Linked DNA regions of Rattus norvegicus: all the other regions are linked to region 3. Evidence: chromatin contacts called from public Hi-C data. All regions are on one chromosome and are shown on one strand. The core of a region is the stretch at or near the end of the contact, and the rest is flanking DNA. Distances in the headings are between cores, read along the strand shown. Region 1 holds the start of Lrp4 (LDL receptor related protein 4). Region 2 overlaps Lrp4 (LDL receptor related protein 4). Region 3 overlaps Cstpp1 (centriolar satellite-associated tubulin polyglutamylase complex regulator 1).

What was found. A called contact is a pair of places that touch in the nucleus more often than the background predicts.
Region 1: a contact with region 3 is called in a Hi-C map of the Rat2 cell line, with 4 times the contacts expected there. The contact joins the promoter of Lrp4 here to the enhancer-like site in region 3. A contact is called at or near these places in 3 of 12 Hi-C or Micro-C datasets (the Rat2 cell line, Schwann cells and frontal cortex) and 1 of 1 datasets of contacts at active chromatin or transcription factors (oligodendrocytes).
Region 2: a Hi-C map of hepatocytes shows a contact between it and region 3, with 2.6 times the contacts expected there. The contact joins two enhancer-like sites. A contact is called at or near these places in 11 of 12 Hi-C or Micro-C datasets (the A7r5 cell line, the Rat2 cell line, Schwann cells and 7 more) and 1 of 1 datasets of contacts at active chromatin or transcription factors (oligodendrocytes).

What each region holds. Positions count from the first base shown.
Region 1 is chr3:97,883,381-97,886,896 of GRCr8, forward strand. Lrp4 (LDL receptor related protein 4) reads left to right here and starts at 2,191. Exons shown (of 38, transcript NM_031322.3): 1 at 2,191-2,255. The coding sequence starts at 2,204.
Region 2 is chr3:97,906,787-97,909,940 of GRCr8, forward strand. It overlaps Lrp4 (LDL receptor related protein 4), which reads left to right. Exons shown (of 38, transcript NM_031322.3): 14 at 1,197-1,414; 15 at 1,573-1,749; 16 at 2,152-2,274. Among named protein-coding and RNA genes, the nearest start is that of Lrp4, 23 kb to the left of the region's middle. Within about 2 kb of position 1,880, at least 13 of the 93 cell types and tissues checked have an H3K27ac peak or open chromatin away from gene starts, as enhancers often do.
Region 3 is chr3:97,715,618-97,718,974 of GRCr8, forward strand. All of the region lies in intron 4 of Cstpp1 (centriolar satellite-associated tubulin polyglutamylase complex regulator 1), which reads right to left. Among named protein-coding and RNA genes, the nearest start is that of Arfgap2, 25 kb to the left of the region's middle. Within about 2 kb of position 1,339, at least 10 of the 93 cell types and tissues checked have an H3K27ac peak or open chromatin away from gene starts, as enhancers often do.

The sequences.
Region 1 (3,516 bases), core at 941-3,440, 170 kb after region 3:
CCTGTACACCAGACCATGGGAAGGACTTGGGATGCACAATGAAAATGCAATCTCTCTCTCTCTCTCTCTCTCTCTCTCTCTCTCTCTCTCTCTCTCTCTCACACACACACACACACACACACACACACACACACACACACACACACACACAGGGACTGACAGTCCCCTGCTTCCTTTTCCAATCTTAGGAAAACAACACAAATCATTCCTCTGGAAAGGAACCTGTCATTTGTATATGGAGTGGAAACTGTTCATAAATTCTTAGTCCCCTGACATTGAAGTATGGCCAATGTCTGTCCTGGATTTTTTGGGGGGGACAAATATATTCATTATACCACATCCCTAGTAGTCACTTGGAACAAAATCCAGAATCACAGGATCTTTCTCACAGGTTTAAATAGCCAGTCCTCCTTAGCATCATGTATTGACATCCTAAGATCAATGGGGAATTAAATCAGAAAGGTAGGGGCAGGTGAGGAATCGGCCTTCCCTTTTTTTTTCTCTTCTTCGACTTCAGACTAAAGTGACTGACCTCGGCATATAAGCCAGACAAATCCACACTTTCCCAAGCCCCTAAACCATGTAAACCTCATCTGATTCTACTGCCGCCTTTAGGTTCCAGGAAGAATTACACAGCCAGAAAATATCTAGGCACTAGTTACCATGGTGATGCATGAACTTAGTGCAACCAAGTTGCCATCTATAGGCAAAAATTTCGGGGTCAAGGGGAAGGGAGGAAGAGCATAAAGCTTAGACTAAGTTAATATCACATTTTTTCTGTTATTGTAGCTTTCACAAAGTATGCTTAATATTAGCTTTGGTCAAAGATGGCAATTTAAAACGAAAATTTTGAAAACTGGAAGGCAAGCAAGGATGAAATGTCAACCTACCCATTTGGAGAAATTGCCTAATACCCACTCTGCACTATACCCAATTACTTCCCTCTCAGCTAAGTCCAGGAGAAGCTGATTGAAAACCAAACACTGTTGGCAGATCTGCTCTGAGAGGAAAGTATCAGGCCCTAAGAAAGTTGAGGGGTGTAAGCAAAAAGCAACAAAACAACCTGGGAACACAGGAGGCTGCAAAATTAACAAATACCTACTAGTATACAGTGGGGAGAGGGACAGACCACAGAAAGAGTGGATTAGACGTTTATGTAGTAATCCAAACGTTTCATATTGCTGAAAAGCCCTACAAACAGAAGCCGAAGTAAGTACGGACTTATTTCTTTACCTCCCTATTCCTTCTTGTCAGGATCAGAGTCAAGGATCGTGAAGAGGCTAACAACAGACAGTAAGGAGGAACTGAGTCTGTCTGTCTGGGCCAAATCTGGACATTTGAACTGGGGCGACAGGACCCAGACAACCGTACCTCAGGAAATGAGTAAATGAAAAGGGGAGGTCACCGAATTATTTAGCCCTAGAACAACACTGGCCAGACCGGGGAAGGGGCCGGGGTGCAAGAAGAAAAACTTCAGAATAGGAATTTTGACAGTGAGAACACTAGTTAAGACAGCACTGTAGGCCCCCTGATGTCCCTTGTTTGATGTCAATAAAGGCCGAGAGAATTATGCGCTAACAAGTCTTGCATATTTTTGAAACATTACAATAAAGTCTGGAGTTGGAGCCGGTAGGGGGGCCGGGGTCACGCCCAGGCGACTTGGGTCAGCACCGGTGCTCCTCCCTGGTGTGGAACTAGAATGAACCCAGGCTGAGAGTTGCCACTAGGATAATTTTCTGTTTAAGCCGGGGATATTTGAGTAGCAGTAATGGGGACAGATAAGGGGCTCTCTCCGGAAGGCTAGGAATGTTAGGGCAGACTGAGTAGGAGCTAGGGCGAGCGCGGGAGGCACTGGCGGGTGGGGTCCTGGGACTGGGGGGCGAGGGCAGAGGGCGGGAAGGGGCCGGGCCAGAGCCGGGGGCGGGACCAGACGCAGTGGTGGTGGCGGGGGCCGAGGCGCGGGAGGCGGGGCGGCCAGGCTCGGGACACCCCCTCCCGGTCCCCTGGCGGGGCGGCTTCAACTCCAGCAGTACTGGAGGCAGCAGCAACCCGGAGGGTGACTTGCAGGGCGCGCCGGCCGAGCTGGACCCGGGACGCTTTTCACCCCGGGGGAATCCTCCGCTGATCCTCTGGGCCCCGGCGTCCCTTGGGAGCCCGCGGGACCCCCGGGCCGGCAGGGAGCGGCGGCGGCGGCCGCAGCACCATGAGGCGGTGGTGGGGCGCGCTGCTGCTCGGCGCCCTGCTCTGCGCACACGGTAAGCGGCGTCGCAGCGCCCGCGCCGACCGGGCCACCGGGAAAGTTTGTCCCTGAGACTGGTCGCTGCAGGACTCGCCTCCTGGGAGTGGGACCGCGCAGGCTGGGGCCTGAAGTCCCACCCTCGAGCTCACTCACTAGAAGCTCGGGCAGCAATTCCTACTCGAGAGGGGACATTGGTGGAGGGACTCGTCCCCGCTAAAGTCTGGGCCGGGTGGGAGAAGACCCAAGACGCTTGCTCGGCTTCCATCTCTGCTCTTTAACGAGCCATAGGCTGGTTCCCTTTCAGGTTAAGGCAGGGCTTCTGTGTCCCTGGTGCGTGCGAATGAATGCGTGCAAAGAAAGGAAGGCGGGTAGGATGGTCGCTAAACCCATAAATTGTAAATAGTTCTCTTTCCAGGTCTGGGGGATCTTGGATGAATCGCGGGCCCAGCAGAATCTGAGTTACTTGAGCATCCGGGATTCTAGGAGTTGGGGAGCAATTCCTCGGACTCCAACCCCTGTTCTCTCCGAGGGTCCTTGGTTCATATTTGCTTGCAGCATCTCCCCTAAGTGGAGTTTTGGGTTCCCTCTCCTGGCTGCGGCCAATCAGCTTCCTGCTCCGGATCCTCCCCAAGGGAGGGGTGGGGAACAGCGATGGAAAAGAGGTTGGGGAGGAACTTTGGGAAGAAACTGCTGGAAGGCTCTGGCAGATCGGTCCTGGCCCGGGTAAAGAGCAGGGGCGCGTTCTTAGGGAACTTCCAAAGGCAGCCTCTCGACCCGTGCAGAAGGCAGAGGGGCCTTGGCCTCCGGGGAGCTGGGCGGATGGCAGCGGCACTGCCGCTTCATCTGCTCCTTATTAATAACGTGTTCGGTGCCCGGACGCAACTGTTGTGTCTACTGAGGACTGCACTGGAATCTGCCTCTCTGCAGCCGCTTGGGAACGTGGGTGTACCCTGAGATTTAGCAGCTGCCTCTGAGTTTGTGTCCAAAGATCAAAGATCGATCTTTAAACTCCAACTATATTCACCCGCCGGCTTTTCCACGTGGGGGAGATACAGTTCTTCGATTCCCCGGGCTGCGGGACGAGGGGGTGGGGTTCAGAAAGAGCGGTCTGCAGACCCTGGCGATTCACGGGTTCTTTCTTTCACATGGGGGAGCTCATGGAAAGTGCAGATTTCGGAACTTGCCTGGCAGGATGTGGAGCTGTCTAGGCACTTGTTTTAAAGATTGTTTAAGCTCCCGAATCCAAAAGAGTTCTGGTGTCTGTTATTTAAACCACT
Region 2 (3,154 bases), core at 630-3,129, 190 kb after region 3:
GAACAAACATAAAAATATACATATTTGGGAGGTGACAGTGGTAGAATCAGGAATTCAAGCTCATTTTCAGCTACATAGTTAGGGATTGACCTAAGCTACTGAGACCCTGATCTAAATAAAGATATATTTAATAAGAGCAGTTATAGATGTTCTAAGGTAAAATAATAAAGCATTTTAAATGGAATAAAATATACAAATTAGTTAAGTTTGAACTGTCTAGTGTTTTTTTATTAGCCCATAGAGTGGAGCTAATTAAAAAGTATTATTAATTTAAAGCAGCCAGTAGTTGAGGTAATTAATATCATTAATTTGAAATAATTTTGAAAATTATTGGACAAGTCTCCTGCATTGAAGTCTCTTGAAATGCAAATTCTTAGCCTCTGGCGTGTATACATTCCATGCCACCAACTGAGGGGATGACTTGTAAGATCCTGCAATTAGATGTCAATTGTTTGAGAAATTTGGTGTGTGGGAGAAGGGGCATAAAACACGTATGGCAGCAGAAGAGACTGAGTCTGTCGGTCCTCAGTATGCACTGTACTCTCTTGCCATCTTCACAGGCACTAGGAGTGTCGTCTACCCTGTCTACTGCTCCATTTCCAGTGCCAGTTGTACCCTTTCTGTAACAGGCACTTAAAAGAAATTCTGATGAATTTCTCAAGACACTTCAATCGAGATATTTAAAAACTTATCCTGAGGTTGGGGATTTAGCCCAGTGGTAGAGCAATATGGCTCTGTGATAAAACAACTGTCTAGGGTTAGGTTCTGGGTTTAGGGTTGTTTAGGGTTCTGGTTTAATTCATTGGGTTCGCTCTTCAAACACTGGGGGGAGAAGTATTTAAAATAAGTAATTAAAAAAAAGCATCTTTCAGAGCTGGGCATGGTGGCACATGCCTTTAATTCCAGTACTCAGTGAAGCAGATGGGTCTCTGAGTTTGAGGCCAGCCTGGTCTACATAGTGAGGGCCAGGCCAGCCAAGGTTATATGGTGAGACCCTGCCTCAAAGATAGATGGATGGATGGATGATGGATGGATGGATGGACAGACAGACAGACAGATAATAAACTAACAAACAAGCAAACAAAATGTCTCCCAGGCAAATGGTGGAACCTGATGTGTAAAGCGTCTCTGGTTATTACCCTCGCTGTCATTCATTGGTCCTCCACCACCCGACTCTTGACTTCCCTTCTTCCTAGAACCATCTATTGGACAGACTGGGGCAACACCCCCCGCATCGAGGCCTCCAGCATGGACGGCTCTGGACGTCGCATCATTGCTGACACTCATCTTTTCTGGCCCAACGGCCTCACCATCGACTACGCTGGACGCCGTATGTACTGGGTGGACGCTAAGCACCACGTCATCGAGAGAGCCAATCTAGATGGGAGTCACCGCAAGGCTGTCATTAGCCAGGGTGAGGTCTTTGATGTGCTGTCTTTCATCTCTCTGCTCCTTCCCCAATCCTGCCCCCAGGAGCCTTGGCAGAGGGTGAGATTTGTGTAGCTGCCAGGTCTGGGCTCAGCGGCCGTGGCAGGCCATGTCTGGACTAAGGTCTTTTTGGACTGTCTCCAGGCCTCCCACATCCCTTTGCCATCACAGTGTTTGAAGACAGCTTGTATTGGACAGACTGGCACACCAAGAGCATCAATAGTGCCAACAAGTTCACTGGGAAGAACCAGGAGATCATTCGCAACAAGCTCCACTTTCCTATGGACATTCATACCTTGCACCCCCAGCGCCAGCCTGCAGGTAAAATAAGAAGAAAAAGTCTCAAGTGAGCTAGATTTGTCACCGGTGATGTGGCTGCTGGTGCCTCTTGAGAATCCTCCTTGCACTTGTTACAGCTCCTATTAATTCTAGTCAGGCGAGACCAGAGATGGCATTGGCATGGGCTACTTGCTCCCTCTGCTGGACATTTCGGGTAGTACAACACCAGGACTTGGATCTGGCTTTTCTCTTTCCATATAATGTAAACATTTGCAGGTCACCTCCTGTGTGTCGTTGTACTCACATCTGGAACAGGTGTCAAAATTAATCTGACAGAATTCTTATTTGAGAGAGCCCAGCCCTCCATCCCTTTGACCTGGTGGGGTCTACCTTTGTAAACTTTTCATTTTCCCTGATCCGTCTTGCTCTGGGCTCTTTGAGCAGGGAAAAACCGCTGCGGGGACAACAACGGAGGTTGCACTCACCTGTGTCTACCCAGTGGCCAGAACTACACTTGTGCCTGCCCCACCGGCTTCCGAAAAATCAACAGCCACGCCTGTGCCCAGAGTAAGTGGGTTTGGGACACCCGCCTCAGAGGAGGTGCCTTGTGAGGACAGTTAGAAAGAACAGTGAGAGGAGTTGGGAGGACTGCTTGTCAGGCAGGGATGGCCAGATTCCTCAAGGAGCCCATGACAGACTTTAGACATTGAGGGTTCCCAATTCAAAGCTGAGGACCTAGAACCGGCAGTGGTAGCCGGAGGCTTAGTGGCATCGTTCAGTGTACAAACACCTGCGATGGGACATAGCTCCCACCTCGCCAGGCCGGATGCCTTCTGTCTAGGCAGAAAGAAGGTCCAGTTCCTCTAGAAAGCAGGGCAATGGTTTCCAACTTCTGTACCTTTAGCCTGATCCATAGAAGACTTCGTGTATTAGAACAGAGAGCAACTGGGATCCCAGATGATGATGTGTGACCACCAAGTAAAAGATGACAAGATTCCCTGGTCTGTTCTGCAATCTCTGCTTTGGTTCCTTGGAGCTCCTGCAAGACAATTTTACCTTGCAGAGTCAGCCCTAGAAATCTCAGCACACAGGTGACTTTATCCAAGGCTGGTCCAGGGAGGAGCTGGTCAGGCACAGGGCATGACCAACAAGGGGCCAGGATTAATTCATTATGTATCCTTACTGCTATATAATCCACTGGCTCTCTTAAATCTAATTATAATAGAATTAGGGGGCTAGGGTGTGGTGGTGTCCATCTGTAACCCCAGAGCTGGGTGCGTGTGGAGACAGGCAGATGCCTGAAGCTCAGAGGCCAGCCAGTCTAGCCAATCAGTGAGGTTTGGGTTCCCCGAGAGAAGTGTCTCGAAATGAATGATAAGGTGAAGATATAGAAGAAGCTGCCCAACTTCCACATGTGCACATGTTCACACACACGTGTACAATTTCA
Region 3 (3,357 bases), core at 89-2,588:
CTAGCCACTAATTTTAAAAATACAGATACTTTTTTATTTTTAAATTAAGGGATTGGAAAGATAGCTCAGTGGTTCAGAGCGTGTGCTGCTCTTGCGGAAGGCCTGGGTTTGGTTCCCAGCACCCACATGGTGGTTCACAACCATCTGCACCTCAGTTCCAGAGGATCCAGTACTCTCTTCTATACACATACATACATGTAGGCAAAAGACTTATCGCCTAAAATAAAACAAATAAAACAACTAAATCAAACCGAAGCCTACCCTATATAGCCAAATGTGGTGGCACGTGTCCGTAGTCACAGCACTCTAGAGGCTGAGGGAATGGGATCATTAGTTCAAGGCCAGCCTCGACTACATCTCAAGCAAAACAAATCAAACACAACAAACAAAGGCAAAACAAAACAGACACAAACACCACATGCAGTATTGTCCATCTCTAGACAAATGTTCTGATCCATGAAAGTTCTGGGCATTTGCACCTTGCTCTGCACTGCAGCAGAACTGGCTAAATGCAGGCAGGAAGCTATGGCCCTGCCTTTGTCTTCCAAGACAGGGATAACCTGAGGTCAGGTATCCCCACAGATAACTCCTTTATCTTCTTGAACTCAGATTCATCTCCCAGAGGTCTCCAGAGCCTTCCTTGAGACAGGGTTGTCTACGTGTGCTGTTTTCCAGTGGAGAGCAGTTGGCTGGGCATCCTTCCTGCCAGAGGCCTTTGCTAACATGCCAGCTGCTTCTGACACCTGGAGGGGCCTGGCCACCCTGGCTTTGAAGTGGAGCCAGCAAGGAACTGCTGCCAACAAGAGTCCGTACAAATCTATTGGATCATGGAGGGATCCTCGCAAGCAATGCCTCTGGGCTAGAGGGAAGGCCTCTGGGGAGAAATACGGGTACTCTGGTTCAGGCTGGCTCTGAGCAGAACCATGTGGAGGGTGGAGTCTAGGGCCAACAACTGGGATGAAGAAAGTGGAGTTGGCAGGGTCCGAGCTAGTCCCAGGGGGTTGGCTGCTCTCTTCCTTGCTAACTCCAACAGCTGGGACAAGCTGGCTGCCTGGGGGGTAAGAAGGTGCCAAGGAAGCAGAGCGTCCAGGCTCATCCAAGTGCCAATCCCCTGTGCACCCCCTGGTCTAGTGACATGAACTGGGCCCTTTTTCCTGAAATTCTGGGCTTGATGGCATTGGGATCAAGTGGCAGTTGTCCTACAACTGGACTCAGTTATATCTGTGTCTGAGTTTCCTTAGATGCAGAGAAGAGATGAGCAAAGGACAGAGAACTGCAATATGGGGATGCCCTTTGCCTGGGGGTCTCACAGGCAAGTAGTGTGAGGTGCTGGCAGCGTGCAGAGCCTCTCTGGGTTACGGTGCTGGAAGAGCCTAAAATAGCAAACGAAAGCGGCTCAGTGGAAATGAAGGCCTCCAGCTGCCAGTCGGAAGCTCGAGATTCAGTTTCTAGCCCACTTTTGGGGGAGCTAGCTCTTAGTCAGAGCCCAAAAGAAGAGCCACTTTGCATGACTGAACTTTGGAGAAGTCATGTGACTAGTGTCCTTTACTGGGACAGCTGAAGCATGTCCCCAAGTTAGTTTGTGCTAACAGTGTTTTAATGTCAGGGCTGTGAGACTAGGACAGTGATAAAACCAGGGGACATGCCAGGATCAGGGAGCATGCTGCTGGAAAGGTCTCCTGGGTGTCTGTCTGTCTGCCTGCCTGCCTGCCTGTCTCTGTCTCTGTGTGTGTCTCTCTGTCTCCCCCCCACAACCCCTCTCTCCTGGCCAGGGTAGGAAACGTGCTACCCCAGGACCTCAAACAGCACAGGACATGTAGAACACAGTTTTCCCTCAGCTGCAATCTGTACGCTCAAGGCACCCCAAATTCATCCATCCAGTAGGGCCTGGCAAGTTTGACCCAGAGCAATATCAATAACAACAGTAATATTTTGTATCCATTTTCATATATTTTAAATTAAAATTTATATTTACTTATTTGAGCTTATGGAGGCAGGCAGCCCGTCATTTGTAGAGGTCAGAGGACAATTTTAACTGGTTCTTTCTTTCTACTGTGTGGATCCCAGAGACGGATCTCAGGTGTCATTCTTGGTGGAAATGCCTCTACCTTATGAGCCATTTCTCCTCTTAGCCATTCTGTGAGATAAATTCAGTGAGCACATTGATAAGGACATAGAGGTACAGAGGAGCATCACAAGTTAACCAAGATCACAAGCTAGAAGCTGAAGAGTCTCATTCAAATACAGGCCTTTCTGACTCTTGAGCACAGGTTCTAGGCCATCTGCTGTATCTGTTTAAACAAACAAACAAACAAACAAACAAACAAACAACCATCCCTGGACTCTGTGTTGGCAATAACCTTCCCCCTGCCCCTGCTATTGGCTCTCAGTTCTGGCACACTCCTGCATAGGGCTGGGTACTCAGGCGTGATACTGCTGCTTCCCTACAAACAATCCTGGAACCACAGAGCGGCCTGAAGTCTTGGGTGGACTGCTGCATAGGTTTGGGGAAGGTAAAGGTCCAGACTTCACGTCCATCTCTCCCTCTGACGTAGACACGTCTCTCTCAGGCACCACCAGTGCAAAGCCCAGCCATTCTGCACACTTTGCCTGGAATTCTTTGGCCCCCTTACTGCTCTGCCATCTACTGTAATTCTCCCTTGTCCTTTTGATTTCAAAGAAGTATGGAAGCTCTCAGATTACTGCAGAGAACAGCCTAACGCCCACACTCTTCCATTCAACTTTTAAATGGTTTTTGTTGCTTGGTTTTGTTTGTTTGTTTGCTTGTTTGTTTGCGACAGAATCTCAAATAGCTCAGGCAGGTCTTGGAGTTCTGATCCTCCTTCCTACTTCCCAAGTGCATCCCAAGTGGAATCACAAGTATATCTGCCACCAGACTCGAATAAAGCATTCTTGGAACTTAAAAGTTCTGGAACTTCTAGAGTGTTCTAAAGTGAACATAACAAATATCCTCTTCCATTCTTTAAATTTGTTTGTAATGTTTTTTGAGACAGGGTCTCACTATGTAGCCCTGGCTAGTCTGGAACTCACTAAGAAGACCAAAGTGTCCTTCAACTCACAGAGGTCTACTTGCTTGTGCCTCCCCAGTGCTGGAATTAAAGATGTGTTCTACACTGCCTAGCTCAACTTACGAAGCAAAAACAAAGAACCAAAACCACCACCACCACCACAACAGTACTGTACTAGGCACTGAACCCAGGGCCTTTTTCTCTTGTGACTGCATCCTGCCCTCTTCCTAGATTTAATGTGAGACACAGCTTCACTAAATTGCCTACTTACTAGCTTACTTTCCTAGTCCAGGCAGGCCTTGGGCCTAACCCCAGTACTCAGTATTAC